2 separate regions of the Mus musculus genome follow, and region 2 is linked to region 1. Evidence: chromatin contacts called from public Hi-C data. All regions are on one chromosome and are shown on one strand. The core of a region is the stretch at or near the end of the contact, and the rest is flanking DNA. Distances in the headings are between cores, read along the strand shown. Region 1 overlaps Dph6 (diphthamine biosynthesis 6). Region 2 overlaps BC052040 (cDNA sequence BC052040).

Region 1 (2,602 bases), core at 31-2,530:
GAGTGGCTTTTCTAGGGAAATTTGGATTTTATAGTAGAGGTCCAAGCTTTATGATAGTACCTGTGTACATGGTGATGTATGGACCATGGTGTGCTGGTGATGTGTTTGGTGTGTATTAAAGGATTATCTTCTTGTCTCCTTTTGCATATTATCTCTAGTTTCTTGGGGCATGACATTACCATTCTCATAACTAGTGAATAATTCGAGATACTAGTTTTTAATTATCCAAATGAAATATTTTTTATGTTATTGGTGGTATCAAAAAATTAAATCTGGCTAAATAAGGAAGTATAAAAAAATTTAAATGGTGATATAATATGAAGCTTTATATCATGTATACTAGGTTTATTGTATATATTGAAAGCATAGGTATAAAACAATTGGTACTGCTTATAATTGAATTTAGTGCCAAAAAATTGTGACAGAAATGATGTGAATTTTTATTTCCTAGGTTTGTAAGTACTGTGGGTAACACTGGCACTGTTGTCCAGTAGATGTTTTTGAGAAAAACTTGTGTTTTAAAATTATGTTCTGTATTTGTATATTCCTGTGTAATAAAATGTTTTAAAAGGTAAGGATTTCAGTTCTCAGTTTTTGCTTTTTTCCCAGTGTTTACTTTCACGTGAGAATGATTGATCTGTAGCTGTCATTTTACCCAAAGAGGGGACAAATGCAATTGGCCTTTTAGACAAAAGTATGCAAACAGGCTGCATTCTTTTCCTGATAGAATTATGGAAGGATTGCAGGAGGTGCCACACTCCTTTTGGTATTGACTGTGAGGAGGGCTCTGCAGTGGGTGCTGTTTGCAGTGGATAAGGAGGCGCTATGATTAGTTCCCTTTCTTGGGAAAGCACTACAAAGGGAAATGAAAGGAGCCTGCTCTGTTCTCAGCCTGACACTTGTTTTTGTTAAGTTTTTCCCCTTATTGAAGTCCAGTCTCTTAGAAAAAAATATACTTTTGGTTTTTTCCCTTTATATTAAGCTTAGTAGATTTCCATTCCGTTTGACCCTTTAGAGAAATTATAGAATGTTTTTTTCTTAAGGCTTCTATTGTAAAGCGTCAAAGCTGGTGCAACAGTGCCCTCTGTAGTCTTTTAGGCTCAGAGAGAGATGTGGATGAATTTGCAGTGTCAGGTAAAGAGCAAGATATTTAAATTTAACCCCCCCCCCCCAAAAAAAAACCCACCACCACAACCAACAACAACAACAAAGAAACCTACAACAACCAAGAGGTCCCTTTTTCCTAAGCAGACATTCTTGTTTTTCACTATTGGCTTAACATTAGACAAAGGGAACAAAAGACCATTCTGAGTTTTCATGTAGAATTATGGGCTACCTCTTGTTGCTAACCCAGTTTTATCAGACATTAATCAGAGTAATTTGAGATAGAAGGAATCTTACAAGCTGTACGGCCTCTTCGTGAAATACCTTTTTTGAGGTTGAACTCCAATAAGAGTATTTAAAAAAATTTAATTCTTTGTACTTGCTTCTTAATTAGAATCTTAGTGGGCTGCCTAGAACTTAACTTTTACTTGTTCTGGAATTGGATAACCAAAGCTTTATACATGAGATTATTTAAATTCAAACCGAGGCAGTTACATAATGACTAAAGTATTTTTCATTCATTAGCATTGATTTAAATTGTAGATTTCCCGTTCTCCCTTTGGTTAAGTATTTGGTATTTGATTGTACTTGTCTGAGTGGATAGCCAAGTCTATCATTGTGAAACAGAACTAAATATGTGAATTTTATAATTGATTATAAAAGCAGAGATCATGTTTAACATTTTTAGAAGATAAATATTTCAGCTTGAATTTATTATACTTCTAAAGGTTCTTTAATAAATAGCCAATCAACCTACATCCTATATTCTGTAATTTTCACTAAACAGCATGTTAAACAGAATTCCAAATATCTGAACCTGATTTGTTTTTTTCCCCTTGTTTTTTGATTTTTTTTTTAAATCTGTAAAATGGGACTAGCTTATCCTTTGAGAGTTTTGTAAAGGATTAGAGATACTGTGTATAGGTTGTGCAGGCACTTTCAATTTTTCAAATTGTAATTTTCAAATTTCATAGAGCAAAAGTAAATTACTTTGTTTAATAGGAAGACATTTCAGTATGAAATCTAGAGCACACTTAATGCGCACTGTTTTAACACCCCTCTCTTGAAACTTCTGGTGACTTATGTGAATCTGAAACTTGGCACAGAATTCCTTGAAAATGTGGAGTGGCAAAATTACATGTGCATTGACTTTCAACTCCCTACAAATGCCATTTTCAAACATCTTAGACTAGCATCTTTATCAACTAAATCTTAGTAGCTGTTCACATACTTAGCAGTATGCAAATGCTGATGATAAACTTTGGGAGTAATCCCAAGGATACCTTCCCCTCAATAAACATTTGTTTACCACTAACCAGGAACAATACAATAGGTAAAGTAGATGAAAGTGTTTTGTCTGCTTAAAGTGTCTGCTTGAGGGAGTGCCTAGGGCCTCTTCCTTGAAAGAACTGAGTTAGAAAGCACAGGTCCTCTCCTTTGTGCCTTTGGATGGCTAATACACTTTCTGTTTTCTATAAGTCTTTCAATTTCTGCCAGG
Region 2 (2,602 bases), core at 66-2,565, 1.1 Mb before region 1:
GAATATCCCATCCTGGCTTCAGGTGCTGTAACTGTGACTACTGCACTCCCGCTCCTAAGCCTTCGCTCTGCTTCTCTGTCCCTTAAACGCCATCACATAGCGGCTTCTCTGTATAGCCTTTTCAAATATCCTGAGGACTGTGGATTCAGGCTGGAGTGCTTGAACATCGACTCATGAGAACGATACACATGCATGAGAACTGTGGAGTTGTGGACTCTGTAACTCTCCTTGTTTCCAACACCTGGCTTTTATCCTTCTATTTCTTTAAAAGGAGACTAGTAACTTAGTATTTGCCTTCTGAAGGAGTCTTTAGGAAAACTCCACAGTGGACAGCAAGGGAGTGGCCCCAGAAAACCTTGTCCACCTGTCTCACTGCTCTCGCTGGCTCAGAACCAATCTGTTTGTTCCTCATTTTACTGTTTGAAGACTCTTCTCATCCCCAACACGAACCACATCCACCTAAGGCCATGGTGGGTGAAGGGGGAACCTGCAGCTTCCAAATAAGTGACAGATATTGATTGACAAGCTAGTGGGGCCGGATGAGAGGATATGGGCATGGATGGGTCGTTCAATGTCAGACGCCTTGACCTTTACTGGCCAGCTGTCCTGCTCACTAGGAAACCACTGGACTTTGAATTGGAGCTCGGATGTGACCATCCACGTGAAACAGGCTGCTTTTAGAGCCAGGGTCTCTCTACCTTACCTGCTCTGCTTGTCCTGCAAACCTTCTTATATCTAGACTTTCAGATTAACAGCATAATTCTTCCTCAAGAGGCTAACAAATGTCCTTTATAGTCCCCGCTTTTTTGGAGGTGAAAAGAGACCTTTGTTATTCATTGTGCCATTTCAAAAACTAAGCTTCTCTCTTACCTCAAAAAACTACTTTATTTTAAAGACAAAAAAATTCACCAAGCTCCTCCAAAAAACCCTTTTAGGCAGAGTCCTTAGAGGAGACAGGTGCCTTTGGATAAATTGTCTTTAGTGACAAACTATTCACATACATTTTCTTTCTTTCTTTCTCTCTTTCTTTTCTTTTCTTTTTTTAAAAGAAGATGTCAATAGTTTGATTCTATTTTGTCTATGCAAATACCATTGATAAAAGTTTCAATGGACGTTTTTCAGGGCGTGGAAGAGTTCCAAACTAGGTAATGAAATGGCTCTCAGGAATAGGATACTAATTCACCCAACTTGCCAAGAATGATCTAACCCAGCAGGCAGACAAAGCGACCGCGAACCATCCACATGATCCTAGATAATCCTTTATACTGTATCTCTAGGATCTCATCCCCGGGCGCAGTTCACTGTGAGGCTCCATTTGGGGCTCCAGGTTTCCCATTTGCAAATGGGAGCAACTTTGTCATGCTAAATTGGAAGCCTGTGAACTGAGTGCAAGCACTTGGCAGACACAGGCTCCAGGAATGTTAACGACTGCATTGGAATAAACCTTTCAGGAGAGCTCGGAACAAGAATTTACTAGATACTGTTTGTTGTTCACTTGGTGGAATTCCTTACCCCTGGCCGTTGCCACACTGGTACCATGAGAAAAGGTGGCCCTGTAAGGCATGAGAAAAGGCTTGCATAAAAAGCAAGGAGCACAGCTGTCTCATTTTAACTCAACTCCATTTTAACCTCATTATTAATTTGCACAAATATCACAGGCCTCTCTTCCAAAATAGGTATCTGTGGTTCAGATTTCATATTGGGGGTTCTCTAAGACTGAGGTCCAGCACAATGCCAGTCAATCTCACAAGTGACAGGCCATGTTGAAGCTGGGAATAGTGACAAGTTACAGGCACTTAAAAAAAAAAAAAACCAATTCCAGGAGATTAGTAAGATGCGTTTTTAGATACATACACTCAAACATTATAAACTCAGTGAGAAGCCAAACTGGAATATCTCAAGTTTGGAAGATGAACAATATTTTGATGTGCCAAGGCTAATACATTATATGTTTCGAGTCTTACTATTAAGACCTGTAGCAACTGTTTTAAGAGATGAGTAGAAAGGAAACAAATGGTAAATGTTTATTCAGTCATACAGTTCTGAAAGAAAACAACTGCTAATTTGCATTAGCTTGGGATGCCTTAGCAGACAGCTTTTTAACAGCTATCACCTCGCAGCAGCCCAGGAAACAGAGAGTTCCCTCGCTCCCTTTCTACCTGTTCCTGAAATGTGAGCTTTAATTTATGTTTCCCACTAGCCACGGATACTCAGCAAGTTCAAAATCACTTCAAAATGGACCATGTCCTTTTCCAGGTAGTTTGTGGGAGAGAGACTCAACAGAAGGGGACAGAGCAGGCTCCCAGACTCTACCTTTCAATACAGAAAACAAGGTGCATTTTGGGTTAAGGGGAAGTTTTAAGGTTATGGGAGACTCCACTGTAGTGTAACTGGCAGGGTTATTTTGTATACATAAAAAGTTGACAGCCTATGTTGAGGGGTGATAGGATCTCAGCCATGTAAATGCAAGTAAATCTTATGTAAAGAGGAATACATTCTGATTTAGTTGTTAATTAACTTTTCTAACATTATAGGAGGAAGTAAAGGGACAGGAGAGGTTGGAAAGGGGCTCCCCCAAGGACTGCCTTGGTGCAAAGATGGG

The links. Hi-C and Micro-C count contacts between places; a contact is called where the count stands out from the background.
Region 2: a contact with region 1 is called in a Hi-C map of neural progenitor cells, with 2.4 times the contacts expected there. The contact joins two enhancer-like sites. A contact is called at or near these places in 1 of 484 Hi-C or Micro-C datasets (neural progenitor cells), 1 of 115 datasets of contacts at active chromatin or transcription factors (astrocytes) and 3 of 9 other capture datasets (embryonic stem cells, embryonic tail and embryonic trunk).

What each region holds. Positions count from the first base shown.
Region 1 is chr2:114,620,964-114,623,565 of GRCm38.p6, reverse strand. All of the region lies in intron 3 of Dph6 (diphthamine biosynthesis 6), which reads left to right. Among named protein-coding and RNA genes, the nearest start is that of Dph6, 33 kb to the left of the region's middle. Within about 2 kb of position 1,280, at least 31 of the 459 cell types and tissues checked have an H3K27ac peak or open chromatin away from gene starts, as enhancers often do. A contact at or near this core is called in neural progenitor cells, where this site is marked.
Region 2 is chr2:115,722,409-115,725,010 of GRCm38.p6, reverse strand. The region is part of intron 10 of BC052040 (cDNA sequence BC052040); the gene reads right to left. Among named protein-coding and RNA genes, the nearest start is that of Gm52524, 53 kb to the left of the region's middle. Within about 2 kb of position 1,315, at least 37 of the 459 cell types and tissues checked have an H3K27ac peak or open chromatin away from gene starts, as enhancers often do. A contact at or near this core is called in neural progenitor cells, where this site is marked.